Linked DNA regions of Mus musculus: all the other regions are linked to region 2. The links are chromatin contacts, called in public Hi-C and promoter capture Hi-C maps. All regions are on one chromosome and are shown on one strand. Each heading gives the region's core, a stretch centred on a gene start, on an enhancer-like site or on the middle of the called end of the contact. The rest is flanking DNA. Distances are from core to core; before and after follow the strand shown.

Region 1 (4,582 bases), core at 108-2,607, 370 kb after region 2:
AACAAAACAAAACAACAACAACAACAAAAACCACAAAACAAAACAAAAAGAACACAAAGTTAGGAGTGGGTGGGAAGGTGATCTCAGAGGAGTTAGCAGGAGGAGCGGGGGAACATGATTAAGACACATTGGATCAAATTCTCAAAGAATTAAAGTGTTATTTTAAAAAGCACCAGTCATGGCAGTGCCTGCCTGTAACTGTAACCCAGCGCTGTGGAGGGCAGAGAAAAGAGGATTGTCGGGGCTTGCTGCCTGCCAGTATAGCTCCAGTTTCAGTAACAGACCCTGTCTGAAGGGGATAAAGAGCTAGACTCCTGAGAACTTCCTGAGGGTCTCAGCTCACTACAGCCAGTTCTACGAAAGCTGTGTGCTGTGTGACCTCACAACTCAGCTGTGGGATTCATCCCAACAGAAATGCAGGTGTGCTCCTCAGCAATATGAATCTCCCTGCCAAGCTGCTCAAAATCCCCCAAACTGGAAAGAATCCACTGGGGAGCACGGAAGCAACATCAGCAATGTGACAGCATGGACGGTGTCACAGTGCTGTGTGAAGGACCGGAGCGGTAACACGGTCCCAGTCATAGCTTCTTTCTGCTTTTAGTGGAGCTGGAGGTAGAACCCTGGGCCACAACATACTCAACTAGAGAAGTGCTCTGCCACCAAGCTTGTCCTAGCACCTGGATTCCATTTAGATGAAGGTCAAGGGCTGGAGAGAGAGTTCTCACACATAAAATAAAACGTTTTACATCTTAAAAAATTAGAATGAAACAAGAGTGTGGAAGCACCCGGCAGCCATGGCTGAGTAAAGCGGTCCTCCACAAGCCCTCCTCCCTCAGAAAGTATGAAACTTCAGCGGAATTGACAAATATTATTTCAGGGCCCAAGAAGATAGCCAAAGATCCGACGACACACAACAGATTTCCAGAACCGTGGCTGACAACAGTGTCAGCCTGCTGGACTGCCCAGGGCTCTGCTTACCCTGCTCCTCACCCCCATCCCACATGGCATCCCCACAGGCCAGCTGCGAAAGCCACTAGCTTTCTATAACCAGGGCCCCCCTGCAAGTCGGTGGCAGAGGAGACAATTCCAGGGGCTGAAGTACACAGGGGAAGAAAACCGGAGGAGTCAAATGGCCACTCCAGAGCCTGGCTGAGGAGTCCAGAGAACCTGGCAGAACTTTAACAACAGCAAGGAGGGTGTGGAGGAGACGTGGGCTGGCCGCTCCCTTCAGCTCTGGTAGAGGGAAAGATGTGGGTAGAGGAAGACCAGAGATGGATGATCAGTGACCCACTCTACAGCCACCTGAGGCTGAAATTCAGCTCCAGGTCTTCTGTCATGCTTACAATGTCTGATGAAGTAGTTTCAGACCTTCTGGCTGCTGAGTCATATGTCTGTGCTCTCTCCTGTGTGGGCTGGCTGTCACTGTGCCTTCAGGCTGATCATTTCCTGGTTCCTGATTGAGCCAGAGAGTTCCCATTGCAGCTGAAACAGCATGACTCCAGCAGCGTGTAATGGATGTGGTCTCGCACCAGCCTCCCTCCTCCACGGGGAGAGAAGACATAGCCAGCACTGTCAGGCCTGCTCGTCGCAGGCCTCTGTTGACACCCTAGAACACTAGAGGGGCTCAGCACCATAGTTGGGCAGCTGGGGTCTTCAGGATTCCCAGTAGGGCTCCCACTAACCGTAGAGAGAGGGTTCCCTCATGAGAGAAGTGGGGCTAGTCCTGTGTCCTCATTAGGCCTGACCCTGGGGACAGTGATGGTCCCTGTTCAGGGTATCAGGGAACTCATCTATGCATGGTGCAGGCTGTACATAGTGATTCCCACGGAAACTGGAGCAAGATGACTGTCCTAGCAATTTATCTTCCTGCCTCATCCTCTGCTCATTCTTTCCCTGGTTTAAAATTTTAATTTAAATTACATTCATTTATTTAGGGGCTGGAGAGATGGCTCAGTGGTCAAGGCTGCAAACTGTTCCTGCAGAGGGATGGGTTTGGTTCCCAGAATTCACACGACTCATAACTGCCTGTAAACTCCCACTCTGGACTCTACAGCCCCTTTACTGTACACACACACACACACACACACACACACACACACACACACACACAGAGTTAAATGTTTAAAATATATTTTGTGTGTGTGATGTGTGTTGTATGTTGTGTGATGGTAGTGGTGATGGTGAATGTGTACATGTTGTCTGTTGTGTGTGTGTGTGTGTTGTGCATGTATATGTGTGTGTGTTGTGTGGTGGTAGTGGTGAGAGTGCATGTGTATATGTTGTATGTGTATTTACTGTGTGCGCGCGCATGTGCGTGAGTGTGCTTATGTGTGTGTGTGTGTGTGTGTGTGTGTGTGTATGTAGGTTCCACCACACAGGTCCTAGCAATTGAACTCAGACTATCATCTCCATGGCAACCCACCTTTACCCCCTGAGCCATCTCCTCCATCCTACAGTCTTTCTTTTGGTTGGAGAAAAGAGAAGGAGCTTTTGTTGGGCTTCCTGTCGGTTATGTTTTGTGAGATCATAGCTATAACTCTCAGCCGCACCTGACAGTCAGTAGAGGTGCCCACGGCCTGGGCCTGGGCCTGGGCCTGGGCCTGAGAGCCTCAGTCTCCCTTACTATTCCCTTCAGGTTTTTTTTTTTTTTTCTGCTGCCATATGAAGGTTTCTGGCTGTTCTGAGTAAGCATGGGACACACTCAGCTTCGTCTATTATCAGGTCTACCCCATCCTTCACAAAAGAGCCTGACAAACTGAGAATAAAGGGAGCCCTGGGCAGGACAGACAGTTGTCCTCACATCAGACAGACAGGATGGATGCTCTCCACCAAAACTGTAGTTAGGTAGGCTGGTGAGGACGGTGGCTTTCTAGGGTGGCTGCTGAGTCAGCAAGCAGGGTGAGGCACAGTCGCCAAAGGATGGACAGGAAAGAAGAGAACTCTGTTCATATGTGACACACGGAAGAGCCCACTCCGGGACAACCCTGCAGAAGCTACGTGAAATCCACCAGAATTCAAAACCAAGCTGTCAGCCAGGAGGTGGTGACGCACGCCTTTGGTCCCAGCATTCGGGAGGCAGAGGCAGGTAGATCTCAGAATTCAAGGCCAGCCTGGTCTACAGAGTGAGTTCTAGGACAGCCAGGGCCACAGAGAAAGCCTGTCTTGAAAAACCAAAAAACCAAACAACAACAAAACAAGCTAGTGAGGCCACAGGGCATAATATCAAGTTATAAAAACCCAGGGCGGGCTGAGGAGAAGTGCAGAGCCTCAGGATTGATACATTACATCAGCCTCAGGCCCAGCATTCCTCTGGTGAGATCAGCTAGAAGCCTGCAGGCCAGTCAGCCTAGAGTTTACAAGACAGAGAGAGAACCAACTCCCCAAATTTGTTCTCTGACTTCCAAGGGCTGGGCCTATAGCCGCCCCGGCCTGTAGCTCACCCTCAGCAGGCCTGTAGCTCGCAGTTAGAATGCTTCATTAGCATAGCATGCAAACAGCCTTGGGTTCAATCTCCCAAGCAGAATATATTGTGGTGGAGCAGGCCTGTAACCCCTGTACTCTGAGGTAGAGACAGAAAGATTGTGAGTTCAAGGCCCTGTGACCTCCCCCACCCAATAAAATCATCCGTTAATATCCACACTAGCAATGAAAGCCCCCAAATCAAGCAATTTTAGGCAAAATAAGAAATACTTAGTGATCAGTTTAGCAAACAAGTATAGAGGCTTGGTCTAACCACCATTCTGCATCCGGTGAGAAACTAAGAAACAGCCCAGAACAGCTGGAGTCCAGATGAAAAAGAAAAACACATTGAAGACTACACCCTTACCTCACTTAAAAATTAACTCATTCTGGATCATAGGCCCCATGTGAGAACCATAGTTATGAAAATTGTAGACAAAAATACAATCTAAGGTGGGCTGACTTAGTGGTTAAGAGCACTTGTCTATTCTTCCAGAGGACCTGGGTTTAAGTCCCAGCACCTACTTGGCTGCTCACAACTGTCTCTGACTCCAGTTTCAGGAACCTGACACACTCTCACAGACATGCACGCAGGCAAAACACAAAAGTACATAAAATTAAAAAATGTAATCTAGGATAGACAGCTGTGTGTGTGTGTGTACACGCGCGTGCTCATGCATGCATGCACATGGTGCTCAGAGATCAGCGTTAGTTGCTGTCCACCTTGTTTACTGAGGCAGGGACTTTTCATTGGCCTGGAGCTTGTCTGTTAGGTTGGCCTGGTTGTTCAGCAAGTCCTGGGCATTCATGTCCTGCCGTTGCCCAGCACTGGGGTTACAAATGCATGCCACACACTGAGTTCTAACATTGTTTTTATATTTGTTTACTCATTTACCCATGTGTCTGCCGTGGTGTGTGTGTGTGTAGGCCAGAAGACAACTTGTAAGAGTCAAATCTCAGCTTCTGCTGGGCAAAGTCCATGGATTGAACTTAGGTGGTTAGGCTGGGCAGCAAGTCTCTCATATACTGAGCCACCTCAGCAGCCCCCACTGGACTTTTTAAATGTCACTCCTTGGGAGCAAATTTGGGCCTTCATGCAAGCCTTTTATTGACTATTTCATTG
Region 2 (4,325 bases), core at 1,627-4,126:
TGTGCATGCTGTCAGATACAATGGGGCCCTGGGGCTGGAAGCAGCTCTGAGGGTCAGTGCAGCACCCCATGGGCAAACAGTGGGCCTAGTTGCTACTTGGGGCTGTGTGCACCCGGTGTCTTGTGTACCCTTGTCTTCAATAAAGTCTCGTGGTGACCCAGCACCAGCCTTCACGTGTAGTCCTGCACTGCTTCATGTTACAGCAGAGCGAGGCAGGTACCCAGTGCCCTGGGACTGCTTTGCCCTCCTCTCCAGATGGCTTTGTGCTCGCTCTTTGTGTCTGGCTAGGCAGAGCCAGGTAAGCCCCGGCAGCCGGGCAAGGTCAGGCCAGCCTTCTGCAGAGGCTGCATCTAGCGGGGCTTCTGTTCTGGAGTCTAGGACTCATGGCTTCACCTCGCCTGGCTCTGTGTATCCCACGGGTGTCTTTGTGGTGATGAACTGTCCCTATAGGGAATGAGTCCTGGGGTTCTGAGGAGTCGACACTCTGAGGAACTAATAAACAGTCATTTATTTCTAATCGATGCTTCAACTTGAAGCTCAAGTTATTCCATGAAAGGTAGGGTTGACTGAGTGCCCACACTGCAGAGAGAACAGGGGCGGAACCCCCCGCCCCCTACCCCGGCATGGGGGCAGTGAGGGAGGGATCACCACTCCTGTACTGTGGGAGTGTCCTGAGGCCATGTCCACAGGACACCAGTTCTCAGACTCTTTCCCAAGATTCTCAGTGTCCTGTCCTCTAGGCAGCTCACTCTGGGTCATGGGGCTGGAGGGATGGGGGTGGGGTGCAGGGGAGGCACAGGTAGAGATGCTGGGGACAGGACTCCAGAGCCAGGCCCTCAGAAATCCAAGGTGATTGTGTCTGTTTCTGTCGGAGCACTCTCGCCTGTGTGGGGGCCTTGTCCAGCTAGCCTGCTCCCTGACACTGCTAAGCCCTGGCCATGATGATTCCCTCAGCTGAACTGCTCTGTCTGTGGCTTCAAGAGCCAGCTGGATGGGTCTCACCGACCCAATCTCACAGAACTCTCTAGAACTATCAAGGGGCTTGAGGACGAGCCATCTACAGGGTGTAGGACTGAGGGAAGAAATCTCCCTGGGGTTCTGTGAGGAGACTGGGGAGACCCCAGTGGTGGTGAACATTTATGAGAAGGGTGTGTTCTTCATGACTTGAGGAGTGTTGTGACATCATCAATTTCAGAGGTTCGGGGCTGATGGAGATCATAGCCATATGGTGTTCCAAGCTGGGTCCTATTCTGGGGGGGGGGGGGGATCATTCAGATGAAACCAGGAACCTGCAAGGGCACAGCCCAGACTGGCTGTCATGAATATACCCTTTCTCACCCAGTCTCAGCCCTCCCTCACACCATGAGAAACACAGATGGGTCCAGAAGCCAGGCTGCAAGGAAGCCTGGACAGGCTGCATGGAGCCCTGTGCCCTCAGGACTGCAACTCAGAGAGCCTTGGAACCTCCTGGAAAGCTACCCCCCACCCCAATTCCTCCTGTAACACTGCTTCCTTCTTTGCTCAGCCTCTAACCTTGACAAGGCCCATCCTGCTCGATGACATCAGAAACACCCTCAACTCCAGACTCCACGCTGGCCTGGACAGCAGCTGCTGGCAAGGTCCCCCATCATGGCGGACAGTAGCTGAAGACACTGGGGCTCAAGGATCAGAGGGACAGATGCAGGCAGGAACCCAGGAGTGTGCCTGAAAAGCGCTTTGGGAGTCTGCCCAGCCCTCAGAGCCAAGTGTTTGATTAAAGCAAATGTCTGAGCTGGCCTCCCAGCCCCATAGTCACAGCACGGCAGGTGGGAGCCCAGTGTGAACTGAGGAACTGAGTGGGCCACAGGGGAAGGGTCCCACCCTACCATGCAGTTGCTGAATCCAGGGTGTGTGGGTGGGGCATTGTCATTAGTCACCGGAAGAACTGCACTGAGTAGTGGCCCTGGAATGGGCAGTGACCACACCTTGGCCAGAGCACCCGTGGTCAGCATCCAGAGGGAGTCTGGTAAAAGGAGGAGGCTATGGAGATGAGGTATCTACAGCCCCTGCAGACACACACTCACTGCGGTGGTGCCGGCCGGTAAGAACAGCACCCAGCCGTGGACTCAGCGGAAGAGAAGTCATGGTGTGTGGTTAGGGGTGGTGGTGACAGACAACCCTGTCCTTCCTGAGGGTGCCAGTGTGGGAGGAAGGCCTCATTACCTGCCCTACACCTTTGCCAAGTCTACACCTAGCTAACTCGATGCCTTATCTCCCAGCCACCTTGACAGCCACTGGGGAGGTAGGTATGATCATACTCCGCCATTTAGAAGGGCAGGCCCTGTGGCTTTATGTCTGGATGGGCAGCCAACTCTGGAAAGTATGACCAGCCATGAGGCCGCATGGTGAGAGAGACAGAACATACCACTGTTGTCACAGACTGAGTGTGTTGCTGGAGCTGTCGCCCGAGAGGGACCTGCTTAGCCATGAGTTCTAAACCTTGAACCCCTCAGAACCAAGAATTCCTGCCCAGTTTCATGTCTCCCGAGGCTCCTAAGGAGGGGTATATCATATACCAGAACACCTCATCTGCCTACAGAAGGGACTGGGTGTCCATGACCCTCCAAGCCCTCTCAGCAGTGAGGATGCTGCCTCTGTAAGCCCACCGTCTCTGGAGGGAGACCAAGGCAGGGCCACCATCAGGGTTCTCAAGAGTGGGCCTCCATGTCTCCACCGGGAACCTCCAGTGTCTGAGCCCGCGGTTGACCCGTGATGATGCTCTCTGTGCTGCAAGGGTGGCGCCCGCCACTCTTCATCAGACCACATCCTGTTTGCGTTGTCTCTTTGTCCTTTGGCCCACGGTGCCCCTTCCTTCACCACCAGCAGCCCCAAAGGAATCCTGGGGCTAGGAATGCATAGCAATCAGGCAGGCTGGGGCTCGCCTCTCCAGGGAGCTTTATAAAGCGGGGGAACCCCAGAGCCATGCCTGCTGGACCGGGACCTGAGCAGCTCTGCCTGACAACTGGGGTCCAGGGACTCACCTGCCCTTCTTAGAGCAGCCCTCAGCACAGTGAGTACAGCAAGGGACGGGAGGCCAGGCTCTCCAGGTGAGCTGGGTGCAGGCGGGTACAGCCAGCACCACGAGCCACACACCAGGAAGGGCGGGTGTGTGGGAGACCCGCAGCTTCATCCTCAGCTCAAGTTCCACCAGAGCCAGCCGGCCCTAGATGCCAGCCAGGAAGTATTAATCTCTGGGGATAAAGACCATTCCTGGTCCTCCCCTTCTATGGGGAGAAGGGAATGAGACTTGTCTGTCCCATGTGGGGGGCCCTGCCCTCTCCACCCGTGCCTGAGGAAGCCCCTTTAGCAGCAGCAGACTGGAGGCTACTCCAGGCCCTGGGGACTAGGGGGCTTAGCAAGCTGGATTTGGGTAGAAAGCAGGGCTGCTTTTGTTGTTGTTTTTGAAGCTTTCTGGCTGCGCTCACTTCTTTGAAATGTTTTCAAGGGAGCTGTTTCTGGAAAGAAGTCGTCCCCCCTGTCCCCCCCCCTCCCCCCTCCGTCCCCCGCCACTTCCAGCTTCAGGGGCTTCCTCAGAGGATGAGCCAGCTCGGCTCAGCTCACCCATGGTCACTGCAAACACAAGCATCCTCTGTGAGGGAAGGGAACAGTTCCCACCAAGGGATGTGGGGGGGGGGACCTCGAGACAATGAGACAGGTATGGGGGCACAGAGTAATGAGGCTACCTTGAATTCAGCTCTCTTTCTTATAAAGCTGTAGGACCTAGGGCAAACCCTGAGGCTCTCTGTGCCTGAGGTCCTAGGGGGGGTGGCCCCGGGGTTGGTGGGCTGGATGGCTATCATCAGGAAGCAATCATTTCCCTAGAGACTGGCACAGGGAGAAACCACACTGACATTAGAGCCCAGAGCTGTGTGGTGGGGCAGCGTTTGCTGTAGACAGACTTACTGTACAGAGAAACCCATTCACCAGAGCCTGTCCTGCCCAGTGGGAGCTCAGTGGGTGCTGGCTGTCCCCAGCCTTGCCTCTAGCTCCTCCCCAGGTAGGAGTTTGACTTACACAAGGGCCACCAGGCCCATTTCCCCCTCCCAAGAGCAACTTGTTCCTGAATTAGGGAGACAGTGGGGTTTCCCAGCAGAGCTGCTAGACCTATTCATTATCAAGTTGAAAACACGGCAGCTTCTCACTCTGCCTACGGCCCAAGAGTCAATAATTATAATAGAAAATTGAACCCAAATGCACACAGCCCCGAGGGCCACCCGGGTACCTCTGCAAGCCAGCTGGCAGCTCTGGTATTCCAGTACTGAGCCACCAAGGCAGGCAGCTCCCCG
Region 3 (4,508 bases), core at 1,492-3,991, 440 kb before region 2:
TGACTGTCTTACCTAGGGCTCTGTGAGTTGAATGTGGCCCATTCTGACCTGACGGGAGGCCTGAAGACATCCCGACTTTATTGTAATGTCACATGAGTACAGTAACTCCTTGGCCCTGACCTACTAGGTGCAGGTCCATGGGGCCTGAAGTCGGGAGAGACACTCATTCTGCTGCAGACTCTCAAGTTCCAGGTTCAAGTCCTTTGAACTTCAGAGCCCAGCAATAGCACGCGGCGCCATCAAAGGCAGAAATCAGCTCCCACCGAGCAAGGGCAGGCGGGCGGGCATCCCTCCAGGCACTCATCACCTGTAACTCTGAGAATCTGGCCATGAAGCTGAGGTTCCTGCTGATATCGAGCTGAGTGGGCGAGTGGAGCTCCAGCTCCCTCTCCTTCTGCTCATGGCCTGACAGTAGACAAGGACGAGACACAGAGAGGCTGAAGAGGGGAGGACAGAAGCTACCACCAGCCTTCCCGTATCCAGGGGGACACCTCACCAAACCACATCACCCCATAGGTTCCCACACCCCACACTCCTCGGCCAAGACAGGATTAGTGTACTCTGGGATGCAGGAGCCTCCTCCGCAGGCCCGTAGCACAAACGCCTTATTACTCATGGATGGGTGCAAGGGACTCAGCCAAACAGAATGGAGGAACCTAGGTCCCTCCAAACCCAGCGTTGCTTTGGCGTTTCCTTGAGTGGCACCAGATCCACAGAGACAAGCAGATGCCCATGGCCCAGAGCTTTGATGACTCACTTTTGCCATACCGGTGTTCTTCCACATTCCACACCATGCTCTCGTGGTAGCCCGGTGACAACTTCTCCCCAACTACCTCCAACTGCCGGAACCCCCAGTCAGGGAGGTGAGCCCCGCTCAGCTAGTAAAACCAAGAAAGGCAATGAGCATGACAGAGAGTCGGCTGACCCCACTGCTGTGTCAGCAGGTCCCTGCCCCAGGTCTTCCTAGGATTCTTCTCCCCCTGCGTGTACTATAAAACAGGGAGATGTTCATCACTTGGCAGCTATGTGAGCACAGGCCTGAACAGCTCCAGGAATAGTCTGGGTGAGGCTAGGCCTGACAGGCATACCTGAGCTACCCTTTACCTTCAAGATGGCGGATGTGTTCACATGTACAAAGCGCACTTCCGACAAGATAGTCTTCCAGGTATCCCGGTTGGACTCTCTGTTCACAATGTCCTGCAGAACCAGAACCTGTCAGCCTGGGGGGCTGGCAGTGGAGCACTTGCCTAGCATTGGTGAGGCCCTGGGTTGCATCCCCAGCACCACAAACCATATAAACCTAAATATGACTAGTCACTTGTGCATCCCTTTGCAGATCGTACGTGTTAAATAGCTACCGAAAGACCAGACACCCATGGCTTCTTGGCCTTTTGCCTAAGATAAGTGAGGAGCAGTCACACAGCTATGGAATCAGTTTGGTCTGGGCTAAGCTCTCCAGCAAAGGAAGCACAGGTCGCTAGCTAGTCCTTGGCACTACAGACCCTCCATGACCCCATACGCCCTTTACAACACAGCATTTGAGCTAGCCACGGGGACTCAAAAGATACCTATTCAGACAAGAGGACACAGAACTCTAGCCAAAACAGGGATGGTTCCTAGACAAGCCATCCTGGGCCAGGCAGCCGCTCCTGAGGCCTGCTCCCCTTTCTGGAGGCTCCATCTGACATGGGTAAGTGGTACTCAAAGGGCTGCTAGGAAGGGGGCAGGGGCACAGGTCAGCAATGGAGCCACTGGCAGCAAGCTGGCAGGGAGGTCAGTGAGACTCAGTGCCATTCCTCCTGAGACAGCTTCCAACGAGAAGGGACGCCGGCCTTTTATCAGTCAGGCCCACTCGGGAGGGATTAAGCAGCAGGATGGAAACGGCCATGGAAGTGTGCCGCACATCCAAGGGGAAAACAGGTAAAGGTGGGTCAGGTGTGCCAATGAAAGCAGCCCCCCCAGACAGACCTGTGCTGGCGAAGGCAGTAAACTGGCATGGTGCTACCTAGGTAGGCTGTGGAGAGCTTTTGGGACCGCTTGGTAGGAATTTGACATTGGGCCAGGACGAGGAAGTAGGCTTCAGGCAAGAATAACACTTTGGGCCAGGACAGGGAAGGAGCACTAGCAGGAGCCAGGAGAGCAGATGACTGTCACCAGAAGGACACTGTCGCAGTGAAATCGCCCTCTGATGGCCAAGGCCCTCACCAGGAAACTGCTTGTGCTCCTGTGGGCTATGGGTAAGAACTGGCTGGGAGGCTTCCCCTGGGACACAGGAGTGGCGGAGGCTGCCATGTCTGTGGTGGGAGGGTGTCTTACTTAGCTTTAATTATCAATGTGACACAGCCCAGAGACTTTTGAGGAGGGAGTCTCAACTGAGGGGCTGTCCAGATTAGACTGTCCTACTGGCATATTTGTGAGGGAGTTACCTTGGCTGTTACTTGCTGTGGGAATGCCCAGCCCATTGTGGGTGGTTCTATTCCCTGGGCAGATCCTGGGCAGGAAAGCCTGAATGTGGGAGTGAGCCAGTGACAGTGCTCCTCCACGGTTTCAGTAAGTTCCTGCCCTGACTCGAAGAGGGGTGGACTGTAGCTTAACCCTTTCCTCTCTAAGTTGCTTTTGACACAGCACCAGAAAGAAACTAGGCCAGAGGGTGAAAAAGTGAACAGTCCATGAGGCAGCTGCAGCTGGAACAGCCCTGACCCGAAAGGCCCTGGCAGGGAAGACACAGCACTTGGAACTTTCCCAATCCATGCCTGAGGCCCAGAGGACTCTCGGCCTGATGAGGTGACTGCTCCCCATTGGGACATCTCAGACTTGCTAAATCAAAGTTTCTTATCCAAGTTTCCATTTGAACCCTTCATCTGAGGAGGCATTCTGGGTACTCTGAGGTAGGGAGCAGGTGCTCCCACTGACCGCCATGAGACCCTGCTGCACCCAGGCCAGCACGGAACTCACCAGTTTCCAGAGGTTCTGGGCAGGCATGGAGATGTTATAGTCAATGTAGCAGGAGACTTCTTGAGAATGGGGGCTCAGTGGGGCTGCGACATCGTGCCTGCAAGAGCAGAGCAGAGCTATTCCTTAGAGTGTCACTAAGGGAAAAACAGTGCCTTTGGAAACCAAGCCTGCTCTGCCTGCCAAGGCTAGGGAAGCTGGCCACAAATGCAGCTCCCACAGAGGCTATGTATCCGGGATGTGGGCCACCCCAAGGCAGGCTTTAATGGTCAACATGACACAGCCTAAAGTCATCTGAGAACCAAGACTCAACTGCAGGACTGCCCAGATCCAACCGCCTTGTTGGTGTATCTGTGAGGGAGGGTCTTCATTGTGTGTGTCCAGAATTGATGTCAAACAATTGGATGGGTGTCACTCACTCTTTGGACAGGTGAGCAAATCTCTGAGAATAGAATGTCTGTTCCAGGAACTGGAAGTCTGAGTCTAAGAACTGGCCCCAGTGTATCACTGGTCTGGCAGAACTCGGAAAATCAGTATAGTACTGTTGTCTCTGGGCGAGATGGGCACAGTGGTCTCACGCTGAGACAGCAGGCTACTCTGTGTGGGTCAGCCTCAGTGTTCACAAGCAGCCTGTCACCTCCAGGCTACTCAGGCAGGACTCACTTCATCTCAGGATGCACCAGGCGCCCGAAGAGGCCCAGCAGTGAGCAGTGGATGATGGGCTGCCAGACAGAGTGAGTGTCAGAATAAGATCTATAGGAGGGACAGTACAGGCAGGTTTCTGGTAAGGTGACCTTAGGTACCCCAGCAGTAAAGAGAGTGGGGAAACCCTGAGGTGCTGTGCTGCTTACTTCAGGGCTACCAGGGAGGCCAAGTGATGGGGTGACACTAGTCAGGGTCACTAGGAGCCTCAGGAGAGCTGAGAGGGTCACTAGAGAGAGGGCTGTGGGCAGAAAAGCCATGAAGCCCACTGTGTATTCTCACGGGAGTGAGGTGGAGGCAGAAGTCAGGATGACGGAAACAGGCTGAGTGGGATGTAGACAGAGTGAAGGAGACCCTGACAGAACAAGCACTGGGGCACTCACGTGTTAAGGAGGCGGGTGGTCATGCCGTGAACGAGCTGTACAATGTCTCCATGTCTTACAGGCCGGGGAGGGTTGTTTACCACCAGCTGGTGTCTAGGAAGACAGTGCTGTCAGGCTGACACGCAGCCCCCTTTTGATAAGCTCTATGGGATGCTGAGACTGAGGTCTCCGAGCAGACACTTGGGAATCGAGGCACTTGTGTTTCCTCTAAAGCTCCTCAACCTAAGGTCACTGCCAAGTGTGATGCCATCTGCCACTGTCACACTATCTATGAAGAATACACTAACTGCTTCCCCCACCTTATATCTTCATGTTGACAGCATACTCTTTTTCATACCTCAAAAAATAAATAAATAAAAATTAAGCGCCTATCTGGGTGGGGGGTACACACCCGCAGTCCCAGTGGTTAGGAGGCTCAGGCTCTTGAGAGGACTGAGAGTTTGAGGCAAGGCTTGGCTACAAGGAGAGATG
Region 4 (4,179 bases), core at 565-3,064, 310 kb before region 2:
CTCCTCAGCTGGGTTATTGAACCAGATCCTTCTGATAAGTGTCCTAACGCTTGAATTCCTTCCTGGCCTTGACTAACATTCCATCCTTCCTAGGCCCCAACAAGGGAGTCCTAATTTCAGCAGGAAGTAGTTACAGAAGAGAGTATGTCACCCTTGTCCTCAACAAAGGACTGAAATATTAGGTCTGAGGAAATTCCTAGGCAAATGGGACGAAAGAGCCATCTATATAAACTATTGGCATATCACAATTATATGGACTTAAAATATTTGTTCTATCTATGCTAATCAAACAGGTCTAACTTATGAATGAACAATGCATCTTTTGATACATTATAAAGTCCCCCCTTCAGATAAAGAAGCTAAAACCCTATCAAGGATTTAACAGGGACACATAAGACAAGGGGAAAAATGAAGAACCAGCCTGCCTCCATCTTGGGCTTAAAAGCCATTTTACAGTAAATACAATCTAGATTCAATCCTCTTTATGATTAAGCCTCTGTTTCTCAAGGATTGGGCTATGCCCCACCTGTAACCTTAACTGCAAATGGTTCTGCATGGCCTGTTCCAGGAATGGCAGTCTTGTCTTTATTCCAAAAAGTTGTTTATAACCATTTTGCAACCTCACCTTTGTTAGAAAAGGACGATCTTGTTCTGCCCACTTTGTAAGCACGTCTTTGTTTGAGGAGGTCTTTGGACTAAAGCATATGCTTATGTTCTGCCCCTGTAACCCCACCAAATCCCCCATTTGGAACCCCCCTACCCCTGAACTCTAACAGCTTTGTCTTCCTCACCTCCGAGGCTGACCTCTCCAGTCCCGCCTTAGGGGGAGGCAGCCTGTGTACACAAATAAAAAAGCTTGCTTTAATTAATTGTTTGCTTGAATTGATTTGGCCATGATGATTTGGGTCAGAGATCTTTCTCCTCTCATCTTTGGGGTTAATACTACATGCAGACAAAACATTGAAATTTAAAAGACAACAACAAAAACTACAAAAAAATATCTAGACAAGACCCTGACCTGGCCACCATGAGTCAACAGCGTAGCATAGCGTCCAGTTACTGGTAAAGAAACAGTTTAGAAAAGAGAAACCCTGTCTCAAAAAAAAAAAAAAAAAAAAAAAAAAAAAAAAAAAAAAAGGAAGGAAGGAAAGTAGATCACAAAATTCTATACAGTTTGTGTTGTTGTTCCAAAAATTGTCTACACTTTTACTAATGCAGAGAAAAGAAAAAGGACTTTTTCTGGAAAGGACTGACAAAAATATTTTTGTCTTTGGTGTTCCTGTGTAGATTCTATTTTTTTAATAATGAAAAAGAACTGTGTAACCAAAACACATAATAATAAGCTGATGATCGGGTCATTTCTTAAAGAAATTCTCCCTGTTCCTCCCAAGGTTCTCAAGAGACTGGTTGCACATCTGCAGGCCCAAGGCACAGGGCTAGTAGGATTTCTTTCTTCTAGGAGAGGGAGAGAAGGTGAACCAGGTCATCCCAGAGGCCAGAGTTCCTCAGTGCAACTCCCTGACTCTAAGCTGGGGTGCCTCACAGCCATGCCTCTGCCAGCCTTCCCGGGTGGGAGGAAGGTCAGCACCTCAGGCAGAGATTCCACACAGGCTGTCCTCACAGTAGAAGCAATGGAGCAGAGGCCCAGAGGCCGAGGTAGCTTCAGGACTCCAGATGTTTCTCTCCTGAATCCCAGCTGGATTCCCCTCTCCAGGCTGGTCCCTGAGTAGGCCTTGGGAAAGGGGGAGACAGTCACTGCCAGACTGCACAGCTGGGCTGCTGGTGGGTGGGGTTTTCTCTGGGCCCAGCAGACCTACTACTGATTCTCCTGGTGGACTATGCCATCAGCAAGCCACATCCTGTGGCCAGGTTTCCTCTCTTTTCTCGTCTCGTCTCGTCTCGTCTCGTCTCGTCTCGTCTCGTCTCGTCTCGTCTCGTCTCGTCTCTTCTCTTCTCTTCTCTTCTCTTCTCTTCTCTTCTCTTCTCTTCTCTTCTCTCTCTTCTCTTCTCCTCTCCTCTCCTCTCCTCTCCTCTCCTCTCCTCTCCTCTCCCCTCCCCTCCCCTCCCCTCCCCTCCCCTCCCCTCCCCTCCCCTCCCCTCCCCTCCCTCCCTCCCTCCCTCCCTCTCTCTCTCTTTCTTTCTGTTTTCTCTGTGTCTCTGCCTCTGCCTCTCTGTCTCTCTGCTTCTCTCTCTGACTCTCTCACTGTCTGTCTTTCTGTTTTGTCTGTCTGTCTGTCTTCTCTCTCTCTTTCTCAAGACTGAGTCGCATTGAGTAGGCTAGGGTTTCCCAGTGTGTTTGTATGGTGTGCACATACATGTGCATTTCTCTTTAAGCCTAAACACGCAAGCTCACATCCACACTGCCTGCATGTGAGCGCTAACACATGAAGAGTTAAACACAGGACAATGATCACTGTGCAGAACATGCAGGCTAGGATCCCCTACGTGAGAGTTTACATAAGCCAGCCAGGCCGCATGTGCGTGGGAGTGTATGGGGGCATGTGAGGAGGCTAGACAACAGCAGGACTCTGAGTTACTGCAGCGTGGGGTCAGTTAAGTCCCATGACTGATTCTCCCTGATTGTGATATCTTTTCCCCAAAGCAAGAAAAAGTCAGATGGAGGAGACCCAACAAGGACTGGTGTGGGCTGATGTGGGCTGGTGAGGGCTGGTGAGGGCTGGTGAGGACTGGTGTGGGCTGGTGAGGGCTGGTGAGGACTGGTGTGGGCTGGTGTGGGCTGGTGAGGGCTGGTGATGGCTGGTGCGGGCTGGTGATGGTTACGTGCACACACTGGTTACATAATCGCTATGGTCCCAGCAGTGACCAGATGTTCAGTCCTTGCTGAGCCAGATGGCAGTGGATCCTGAAATTGTGGGATTTTCTAGTTCCTGCTGTTCCCTCCCTTGTCCCCTCTGGGCCTTCCACTCCTCATTCACACAGCATTTACGTTGGTCTTGCTTCCTCCTAAGGCTTTGTTCAGGCTCCGTTCAGGTGGCTGCCTTCTCTTTTTTTCTTACATGGTGGCTTTCTGTGGGTGTCTCTGCTTTTTTTTTTTTTTTTTTTTTTAATATTTCTTACCCGCGTTCTCGCGACCGGCCAGGAAAGACGCAGCAAACCGGAATCTTCTGCGGCAAAAGCTTTATTGCTTACATCTTTAGGAGCAAGAGAGCAAGAGCTCTATTGCTTACATCTTTAGGAGCCAGAGCAAGAGCGCAAGAGAGCAAGAGCCAGAGCAAGAGAGAGAATGGCGAAACCCCGTCCCTTTTTAAGGAGAATTATTCTCCGCCTAGGACGTATTACTCCCTGATTGGCTGCAGCCCATCGGCCGAGTTGTCGTCACGGGGAAGGCAGAGCACATGGGGTGGAGAACTACCCTTGGCACATGCGCAGATTATTTGTTTACCACTTAGAACACAGGATGTCAGCGCCATCTTGTAACGGCGAATGTGAGGGCGGCTCCCCACAGATCCCCCTTTTCTTTTAATAAGAGCAATAGGCCACCCATATTAATGAGAGTGGAGATAGAGGTCAAATCCCCAGTGTGCAGGTAAAGGAGCCGTACACATAACCTCCTCCCAGGTTTATCACCCAGAGGGGTCCTGGTCTGGTCCCGTGTCGTTTTACCTGGGGAGAAGGACACTTGGACACTCAACCTTCTTGAAAGATGACATGTCTCCCTAGAATAGGCTCATATATGCCGCAGAGCCCTTCTACTGCAGTGCTTAGCCGTGCAACTCTCTCGGGCTGCTGAAGCACACTCACTCTATCCCGTGCAATGAGACTAGCCTCGTGGGGTGCAAGAGCTGAATGGCCAGCGACCTATTGCTTAAGCATAGATAACCATATATCAGGGGAAGCACCATGTTCTAGAGCTGCAAGCGCCTGGGCAATAACCACCTTGTCTCTCCTAGTTTGGGCCTTAAGCTTACAGACCAACCAGAGAAGCAACACTAATCCACAGCAAAGTGTATCTCCAAATAATATCAATCCCACCCATTCTTTAAAGAAGGAAAATGCTGAGGAGATCCAATTGGGTAATCCTTTGGTCAGGGACAGGTCCAAGCGCGTGGAGTTGACCTGAAGTCTCAATTCCCGAAGGGTCTGTTCAAATTCAGCCGTCCAATTCTGTAACATATACTGAGAAGGACTTTTTGACAAATTAGCTGCCCTAGTAAATTT

The links. Promoter capture Hi-C pulls out the DNA fragments that hold promoters and counts their contacts. Hi-C and Micro-C count contacts between places; a contact is called where the count stands out from the background.
Region 1: a contact with region 2 is called in a promoter capture Hi-C map of the HPC-7 cell line, with 5 times the contacts expected there. The contact joins the enhancer-like site here to the promoter of Qrfp in region 2. A contact is called at or near these places in 6 of 39 promoter capture datasets (the HPC-7 cell line, cranial neural crest, hematopoietic stem and progenitor cells and 3 more) and 2 of 115 datasets of contacts at active chromatin or transcription factors (embryonic hindbrain and embryonic stem cells).
Region 3: a contact with region 2 is called in a promoter capture Hi-C map of liver, with 2.7 times the contacts expected there. The contact joins the enhancer-like site here to the promoter of Qrfp in region 2. A contact is called at or near these places in 4 of 39 promoter capture datasets (embryonic stem cells, liver and pre-B cells), 1 of 15 datasets of contacts at CTCF or cohesin (large pre-B cells), 1 of 484 Hi-C or Micro-C datasets (CD4 T cells) and 1 of 9 other capture datasets (pancreatic islet).
Region 4: a Hi-C map of pre-megakaryocyte-erythroid progenitors shows a contact between it and region 2, with 3 times the contacts expected there. The contact joins the enhancer-like site here to the promoter of Qrfp in region 2. A contact is called at or near these places in 11 of 39 promoter capture datasets (the 3T3-L1 cell line, the C10 cell line, the HPC-7 cell line and 6 more), 2 of 15 datasets of contacts at CTCF or cohesin (large pre-B cells and pro-B cells), 20 of 484 Hi-C or Micro-C datasets (B cells, CD4 T cells, the G1E-ER4 cell line and 9 more), 7 of 115 datasets of contacts at active chromatin or transcription factors (the NIH/3T3 cell line, T-cell acute lymphoblastic leukemia, effector CD8 T cells and 4 more) and 1 of 9 other capture datasets (embryonic stem cells).

The regions. Positions count from the first base shown.
Region 1 is chr2:31,439,501-31,444,082 of GRCm38.p6, reverse strand. All of the region lies in intron 85 of Hmcn2 (hemicentin 2), which reads right to left. Among named protein-coding and RNA genes, the nearest start is that of Ass1, 28 kb to the left of the region's middle. Within about 2 kb of position 1,357, at least 141 of the 459 cell types and tissues checked have an H3K27ac peak or open chromatin away from gene starts, as enhancers often do. A contact at or near this core is called in the HPC-7 cell line, hematopoietic stem and progenitor cells and hippocampal neurons, where this site is marked.
Region 2 is chr2:31,809,131-31,813,455 of GRCm38.p6, reverse strand. Qrfp (pyroglutamylated RFamide peptide) reads left to right here and starts at 2,876. Exons shown (of 2, transcript NM_183424.4): 1 at 2,876-3,049. Fibcd1 (fibrinogen C domain containing 1) reads left to right here. Exons shown (of 7, transcript NM_178887.4): 7 at 1-166.
Region 3 is chr2:32,247,159-32,251,666 of GRCm38.p6, reverse strand. Pomt1 (protein-O-mannosyltransferase 1) reads right to left here. Exons shown (of 20, transcript NM_145145.2): 12 at 4,038-4,130; 13 at 2,956-3,052; 14 at 1,105-1,197; 15 at 758-878; 16 at 308-405. Among named protein-coding and RNA genes, the nearest start is that of Uck1, 11 kb to the left of the region's middle. Within about 2 kb of position 2,741, at least 19 of the 459 cell types and tissues checked have an H3K27ac peak or open chromatin away from gene starts, as enhancers often do. A contact at or near this core is called in liver, where this site is marked.
Region 4 is chr2:32,118,871-32,123,049 of GRCm38.p6, reverse strand. No RefSeq gene overlaps it. Among named protein-coding and RNA genes, the nearest start is that of Plpp7, 25 kb to the right of the region's middle. Within about 2 kb of position 1,814, at least 53 of the 459 cell types and tissues checked have an H3K27ac peak or open chromatin away from gene starts, as enhancers often do. A contact at or near this core is called in the G1E-ER4 cell line, T-cell acute lymphoblastic leukemia, pre-B cells and 2 more, where this site is marked.